Regions from separate parts of the Mus musculus genome. Here region 1 is linked to region 2. The links are chromatin contacts, called in public HiChIP or PLAC-seq maps. All regions are on one chromosome and are shown on one strand. Each heading gives the region's core, a stretch centred on a gene start, on an enhancer-like site or on the middle of the called end of the contact. The rest is flanking DNA. Distances are from core to core; before and after follow the strand shown.

Evidence for each region. HiChIP or PLAC-seq counts read pairs in DNA pulled down with a chosen protein or histone mark.
Region 1: an H3K27ac HiChIP or PLAC-seq map of epiblast stem cells shows a contact between it and region 2. The contact joins the promoter of Bloodlinc here to the promoter of Mpp2 in region 2. A contact is called at or near these places in 1 of 39 promoter capture datasets (hippocampal neurons), 2 of 115 datasets of contacts at active chromatin or transcription factors (epiblast stem cells and pancreatic cancer cells) and 2 of 9 other capture datasets (adipose tissue and liver).

Annotation. Positions count from the first base shown.
Region 1 is chr11:102,374,302-102,378,478 of GRCm38.p6, reverse strand. It overlaps Bloodlinc (Bloodlinc, erythroid developmental long intergenic non-protein coding transcript), which reads left to right and starts at 1,459. Exons shown (of 3, transcript NR_131196.1): 1 at 1,459-1,676; 2 at 2,058-2,176; 3 at 2,589-2,928. Gm34253 (predicted gene, 34253) reads right to left here and starts at 3,010. Exons shown (of 3, transcript NR_166821.1): 1 at 2,882-3,010; 2 at 537-708.
Region 2 is chr11:102,085,896-102,089,906 of GRCm38.p6, reverse strand. Mpp2 (membrane protein, palmitoylated 2 (MAGUK p55 subfamily member 2)) reads left to right here and starts at 1,392. Exons shown (of 13, transcript NM_016695.4): 1 at 1,392-1,487.

The DNA of each region.
Region 1 (4,177 bases), core at 210-2,709, 290 kb before region 2:
GTTTTTTGAGACAGGGTTTCTCTGTGTAGCCCTGGCTGTCCTGGAGCTCACTTTGTAGACCAGGCTGGCTTCGAACTCAGAGATCCACCTGCCTCTGCCTCCCGAATGCTGGGATTAAAGGCATGTGCCACCACTCCTGGCTCCAGCCATTTTTTTTTTTTTTTTCCTGAGAGGAAGCAGGGGTTTTCACTGACCTAGAACTTGCCAAGAAGGCTAGGCTGTACGACCAGCAAGCCCCGTGAATCTGCCTCTCTCTGTCTCCCCATGCTAGGATTACAAACATACACCACCATTCCCATTTTTCTGAGAAACATGGATTCTGGGTCTTGAACTCAGATCCTTGTACTTGCAAGGCAAACGCTTTACCAATTGAGCCTCTGTTCTGTATCTTCATTACTTTGCAGCACATTCTACAAACACTAACTGAGCATTCCCGACATGTGGTGGCCTGTGCCAATCATACAAACCTGTTAAAGGAAGGAAGGAACAATAAAGAGAGAAATTCTTGGTTATAGGGCGGGGAGGTAAACACTGACCTACTTACAGCCACCGGAAACGACAAGCTCCAACTGCAGCCAACTGCGGCCAGAAGATCCTCCGGGTACATACATGGAAGTCAATGGGCATTGGCAGTAATCGGCTAAGGAAAGCGGGAGTCCTACATACACTTGCCGGTGCTAGTTTGACCCACATGCGTGGACCAGTCAGCTGAGAAAGGACATTGAAGAAGGCCAGGTTATGAGTGAGCAGAATGGCTGGCGAAGATAGATTAGGAAAGATGAACTTGGTGGAGTGATGTGGGGAGGTGATAAGAGGAAAATGAGAACGCTAAATAGATGGAGATGATAATATGGTATGGGGGCCACAAAGCAGACATTCCCAAGAGCTGAGCGCCGCCTGTGTCAAATGCTACAACGAATGAGGAGCTGGGCAGCGTGGGTGTGTGCAGAACCTGGTGGTGAGTAGGTTAAACATAGTGTGGAGAGAAAGGGTTGAAGTCAGCAGCTTCGTTAGAAGCGAGCAAGTTCAGCGAGTGCCTTTATGGGGTGCTAGGCTATGAGCAGAGCAGAAAGTTGTTTCCACGGGATAGACTGGACCTTCTTCGCGGGCTTCTTTAGGGGCAGTAAACAGCATGAGCCCCCTGGAGGCCAGGTGGTGTAATTACCAAGGAGTTTTCAAGGTTGGGGGAGGGGAGAACATTTACTCGCGTCAATATTTCCTCTTACAAATTTGAGAGGAGAGAGAGTTCTCAATTCGACTCCCTTGAACTTGATTTCTTGTCCACTTTATTCACCTTATAAATTAATAAACCATAGATTTTCTTTTCTTTCTTTTCTCTTTCTTTCTTTCTTTCTTTCTTTTTTTTTTTTTTTGAGACAGAGTCTATCTCTATGTAGTCCTGGCTGCCCAGGAAACTGTATGGATGTCTGTGTAAGAGTGCCAGAAGCCCTGGAACTGGAGTTGTAGATAGGTGTGAGCTGTCATGTGGGTGCTGGATCCCGGTGCTCTTAGCTGCTGAGCTATCTCTCCAGACTCCATCCTGACTTTCTTTTTTCTCTAAGGATATAGAATTCACTTGCTCCCAGCACTTTCACTTCCTCCGTTTGGGACTAGGTTAGAGAGCATCTCTGGGTGCTGCCATAGTTAGTGGGAGCCTCCAGCAGGGATGAGCCTGGGTGAGTGTGCATACATGGGGGTCCATTCCCCCAAGACTAGGCTAGGCTGGGAGAGGAGGTGGAAGGTCTGTACGGAGCAGGTCCCGGTAGTCCTTGACAGCTGTTCTCTGGGCTCTCCCATCTGCACTGGGAAAGAGAGCCTCCAGGCTGGTGAGCTGTGCTCAGTGGCTGACTGAGCGCCTTTAGTAAGCTGTTTACATCTCTGCTGAATCACAGGAGGGAATCCCGGTTCACTCTTGGGAGTTTTGCCACCAAAATGTTGCAGGACTTTATGTCGTGGAGGTCCCCAGGGACTCTGAGCGTCTGTATGTTTACCCCACTCTCCCCCACCCAGTCTTAGCTTGGCTTTTGTGCTTTTGTGTCTCTTTCTGTGGCTCCTAGCACTCATCAGCATGAGTAAAGCAAACGCTTGCTGACTGACACCTGGATGGATAAAGGAACCAATTCCTGTCACAAGAGTGGAAGCTAAACAAGCCTTCAGCCTGTTTTCTGAGCCTATGGTGAGGAGGCTCAGGCTGGATACCACGTCCTCTGTCTTCTGCCAGGCTGTCATCAGACTCAGCACTTTGCCTCTAAAACAAGACACCTCAAGAGATTGGGTAGCTGACAGGATTGGGACCCCAAAGAGGAGCACCCCGTAGTCATTATCCTACTCCCCACCCAGGAACCCTACCTTCCCCAGCTTCACTGGCCAGGAACCAGGAGTTGCAGTCAGCGGGGAAAGGCACAAGCCCGGGGCCTCAGCTCTGATTGGCTGCCCTAAGGTCTGTTCAAAAACAAACAAGCTGAGCGCCTGAAGGGAGGGGAGTTTGGACCTGGAGGCCTCCTTTTCTCTCCGCCCTTCGCCCTTCGCCTTTCCAGGGACAGCTGAGTCACTGAGCCCTGTCCGTTTGCTCTCTCCTTCACCTACAGAAAGACGGAGGCACAGGGACTGAAGGAACGGAGTTGAGGTTTCACCTTCGAGGGTTCCCCAGACCCGACCCACCAGCTGCGATTGAGATGGGCACAGCTCAGGGCTCCAGTTTGAGACACTCCACTGCCTGGGCTCAGGAGCTCAAGATCGAGAGGATTTTGTTGAGCGCCCGCCTGAGCGTACCTCCACTTCCCTGAGCAAAGGCAGCAAGAGCTACTGGTCTGAGGGTCAGCGGGGCGTGCCTGCCACCACCACCACCAACTGAGGCTCTCTCCTAAAATGACACTCACACCCGTTCTCCACCAAGCTTCTCTGGGCCTCGTCCTTCTACCTCACAACCTCTTGAACTTGAACCTTTAGAGACTTCTGGAAATTCTGTTAAGGTCACACAGCTAGTGGGAAGGCAAGCTGGCTCAAAGCCAGTGTGTTAAGCTTTTTCCCCTAGACATACACAGGGCAGGGAACACACCCATAGGCTTGGGCTCTGTGACTCTGCCATCAGCTGTCAGGTTGAGGACCTCAAACATCTGGCTCAGCAGATACGACAGATCAAGTGGGGCTGCAGCTGTTCTGAAGGGAGGGGCTGTCCCTCCTGTTAGGGTGTGACCCTTTTCTAGGAGAACTCGGGTTTTTTCATCAATATAGGCAGGGAGAAAATTTTCTCAACAAGGAAGGGGTCCTTATGGGCTGGGAGGGGGGGCCTGGACAGACAGGGTTGGGTCAGCCAGAGACAGGAAACCTAGGGGATTCCAAGGAAGGGCAGGGACAGGACAGAGGAGGCTGGTCACATAAGCCTTCTTCGGCCCTCAGGTGTCCAACACTGCCTTTTCCACAGATAGTCACTGGAAAGTAAGTCATATCAGATACATATCCTTTTGCCTTAGCCTCCAAGGTCCACACAAGGCCCTCAGGTGAGCAACATCTGTCTCCCCCAGAGATGTTTACTAGGAAATTGGATGTATCAGATGTACAACCTTTGCCAGGTTCAGGGCTCTGTCACTAGTGATGTCAATACCAACTGCTATTTCAGTTTAATTTTTTTCTTTTTCTCTTATTCACACACACACACATGTATATATATGTGTGTGTGTGTGTGTGAATAATATATATATGTGAAATATATATATATATATATATATATATGAATAATTTTTTTTCCTTCCGAGACAGGGTTTCTCTGTGTAGCCCTGGCTGTCCTGGAACTCGCTTTGAGAACCAGTCTGGCCTCAAACTCAGAAATACTTCTGCCTCTGCCTCCCAAGTGCTGGGATTAAAAGGCGTGCACCACCACGCCCGGCTTCTGTGTGTGTGTGTGTGTGTGTGTGTGTAGGATTGACTTTCACTAGCAAGGGAGTTTAAGTTCTGTTGTTTTGAACAGGGCACTAGGCAGCCCTGACTGTCCTGAAACTCTATGTAGACCAGGCTTGCCTTGAACTCACAGAGCTCCACCTGCCTTTACCCACTGAGTGCTGGCATTAAAAGCATGCACTACCACACCTGGCTACCTTTTTTTAAAAAGGCAAGGTCTCCTGTATTATAGGCTGGCCTCAACTTCTCTACATAGCCAAGAAAGAAGATGAACTTCTCT
Region 2 (4,011 bases), core at 143-2,642:
CCCACTGTGTCCTTGGGATCCTGGATGCAGTAAGTTTGCTGTGAATTGCTATGGGGGGTAATATTTGAGAAGTTTTGGGAGGAATCAAGATTTCTCTCCCCCACCCAACTAAGTGCAAACAGATTCTCTAAGCAGAGGTGAGTGGGTAAGATCCAAGGGAGTCTCCGAGGAAGGAGACCTCTTGTCCTGAGTTTAATTAGGAAGATCTAGTTTGGAAGCCTTTTTCCTCAGACAGAAGCCTGTAGTTCCAACCACCACCATCTGGGGTCGCTACAAAACTTTCTCTTCTCTAAGGAATAAGAGACGTGGGCTACTTAACAGCCTTTAGCATTTTGACCCATCGCTGGCTTTTCCCTACACCAATTCCCAACTGCTTCCCTTTGCTAACAGGGTCGGCTGGGACCACATCTAGACATGAATCCTCAAGTCAATTCATTTTCGAGATTTCCAAGCAAGTTTCCAGGATCTTAGAAGCTCAGTTATAAGAGGAAGATATAAACGCCCCGCTCCCCACCGAGCGCCTATTCCATAGGGTAGCGGAGGGGTTAGGGGGCACCCAAGTCAGGGAAGGCCCCGGCTTGCACAGACTGAATGAAGGCTGTTTTCCACTTGGGGCCACCAATAGTCTGAGGCTGTGCAGTATCTTTTACTAGCAGGTCTGGGAGGAGCCAGAGGCTGAGCAAGGCGGGCTAGCGGGCTTAACCCTTTGCTTTCTTCGTTTTGCTGCCTGAAATAGAATCTAGGGCCTCTCCTGCACGTTCAACCCACCAATGGAGCCGGACGCCGTCACTACTTATTTGTTGAAACGGGATTTAGGAGGGAGAGACTGTTTCTTCTGCTCTTGTGCCTTAAACAGAGGCAAGGATCAACTTCCCGCGTCAAGGCTAAAATTAGGATCTTGGTCCCTTTCATGAAAAAACACAGTCCCACTCTCTTAAATTTTCTGTTTTTCTTCAAATTTTCTTAGAAGCAGGCATGTGCCGTATGACTATAACGCCACCCCCAGGCTTATCCCCTACCAGAGTTAGTGTCCTGATGTCCCCTTGCTTTTCCAAAACTGTGTTAGGAAAGGACAGACGAAGCGTTCAGGGGACTGGTACGCTGGACTAAGCGGTCCCGTTAAGGGGGGTGATCCCATCGCGCTCAGTTTCCCCCCCTTTCTTTTATTAAACATCATCGCCCTTTTAAAGAATTCCTACGCGCCAAGTAACACACGTTGGTCCTGCTCAGAGTTGGGGGTCGTGGGCTTTGCGGTGCCTGTTAACCACCACTTCCCCGCCCACCCGCCTGCTCCTGGGAGATTACTTTACAGTGGACCGTAGGTTGCCGCGTCCCTTCCGTGTCCCAGCCCTCTCCTTTCTGTCTCCGCCCCTTCGCTCCTAGGAGACCTTGCCGCTTTAAGAGCGCGGCTAGCGATTGACAAGCAATAACCGCGGAGCGCCGGGCTGCGCGGAATCGCCCCAAGCTAGGGGCTCCCCAAAACGCAGGTAGGTATTCCTAGGCCCCTGGGCCAGCACCCACCTCAGAACCCTTGCCTCCTTTTCGACCTATCACCTACACTTGGGGATCCTATTCTCCAGGTCCAAACTCCTGGGCCCCTTCCCCAAGTCGCCCCACTCCCTCTCCAGCTGCAGCACTGGGCTCTCTGTGTGTGATGCCGGTAGGGAGAACCGAACCCCTCATCCCAGGGATGCTGGTTCCCATGCCAGCGATGAGGGCTCCAGAGGGACACCGGACACAGAGACGCTGAGCTGAGAGGAGCACAGGTATTTGCGCGGCCTCTCCAGGGTCTGTGTTGGGTTGGGGGGGGGGGGGGACTTCGGATCCCGGCATTACGTAAGAGCCGTGCTACTGGCGTTTCCGGCCCTGGGGGAGCTAGACTAAGATTGTACTGGGTCCCTTGGCACCCTGCACCCCAAGAGACCAACACCTCAGTCATTCCTGAGAGAGGGTTCTGGAGAGGGGCGGTCTGCTAACCTAGAGTGCCAGGCCAGGTCCAGGAGGTTGCAGGGTTTTGGAGCCAGGGTTTAAGGTATGGGGATTCCAGAGGGAATCAGCACCAGAAGCAAGGAGCCAGGGTCAGAAAGTTAGGTCAACTAAGGGGTAGTGGGGAATGAAGACCTGGGGGACGTGGGGGGGGGCAGTCATTCAGTGACCTCATCCCCTAGTCCCGGCGGGCACGCAAGCAAAGAACCTTCTTTGATGGCTCGCAACACGCCCCCTCCTTCCTAGGTCCTAGCGCCCGGCGGGTTAGGGCTGAATTGAAGGGGCGGGGGCAATCTGATTGTGAGTGCGGGCACGTCCGCCGGCTCCCTAGACCCCATCCTCCAGTCCTCAGTTATCTACAGTTCTCCCCATAACCGTGTCCGGCTCCAAAGTGCCTTTGTCAGGCGTTCGTCTTTCGCACCTCTCTGAGTCTGCACCGATGGAGCGGGGGTGGGTGGGAGGATGGAGGAAATCTCTCTCTTTGAAGCTGGCGGGCTTCACCTACACACCCGGGGGACGGGGGTTGGATAGCTTGGTGGCGGATGTGCGTGTGGAGGTGGGAGTGGGAGGGCCTTAGGTTTAGGCTTTTGGGCGCCGTGATGCTGGTTTCGTGATGACTGGGCCCGGGGACCTTGGCACGGAACCAGGCTAGCTTGCCTGGCACTGCCGTTCTCCTGTGGGCACGGGCGGCCCCGCCCTCTCAGAGGCTTGGGTGGGGGTGGGGCAGAGCGAGCCGACGCCGTGGGAACCAACTCCTCAGGGAGCAGACCCAGGCTTACTGGGCAGGACTCCTGGGCCTAGGGTTTCACACAGGCTCCTCCCTGGCTCTTCCCCGTTTCCCTGCTCCAGGAAAAGAGGAACCACAGCAAGCACCTCTAGTGGGGAGTATGGCCCAAGGCCTGAGAAGCTGTCCCCTGCTCTCTAGGAATAAGGACATGGAGTTGACAGAGGGGACACTGGCGCTGGCACAGTGTAACCTGGACATTTCTTTTAACCAGTGGTGCTAGCGTGAAAGGGGTTCCCCTCATCTCTCTCTCTCTCTCTCTCTCTCTCTCTCTCTCTGCAAGTTCGATTTTTCTGGAAAAGATCCGGGAGGAAAGGGAATCGTATCCCTCACCTTTGTCATTTGGTTTCTGGAGCTGTCATTATCTTAGGCTTGGGAGAGGGAGAGGGAGAGGGAGAGGGAGAGCGAAGAGGAGGAGGAAGAGGAGAGAGAGAGAGAGAGAGAGAGAGAGAGAGAGAGAGAGAGAGAGAGAGAATTTTATTAAAACCTGTAGTTGCTCCTCTGAGAATTATTTTGGGTTGGAGAGGGGAGAGGCTGGGAGGGTGGAGTGGCCCTATGGCTCCCCGTGTGGTGGTGGTGGGGATGCATTTAGTCTTAAAGTGGGCACTGCCAGCTGCTTCCCCCTACTCCCCCACCCTTGCTGAGAGCCACTGCCTCCTGTTGTCATGGCAACTGGGGAATTAGGGTTTTATCCAGTAACACATGCCCAGGAAGGCAAGGGGAGAAAGAGTAGTGGGTCACCCTGTTCTCCTTTCCACGGAGGATGAAGGAGCCAAGCTTAGCTTGGGAGACCCGGGGATGGGGATGGGACTGCAAACTCCATGCCTGCTTCTGGCTGCTGCCCTTCACTTCTCCCTGTCCCAACTCCTGGTGGAGAGAGAGAGAGAGAGAGAGAGAGAGAGAGAGAGAGAGAGAGAGAGAGAGAGAGAGAGAGAGAGAAAGAGCAGGAAAGGAAATATCATTTCTGTCAGCTGGACACCAGTGTTTGTGAGGGCACCCTCACCCGAAGGTTCTAGGCCTGGGGCACAGCGGCAGGTAGCGGACCTCAAGGCTGCCCCCTTGGACTTTCCAGGCCTGGGAAACTTTCCAGTGTTTGCTCATATCCTCGACGTCATTCTCCTTCCAGCTAAAGAAAGAACCAGAAAAAATATTATGTTTGGTTTGTTTGTTTTTGACATGAGTTCTCTACTCTCTATGTTTCCCAGGCTGATATGGGTTCAGAGGACCCTTTCTGCCTTGGC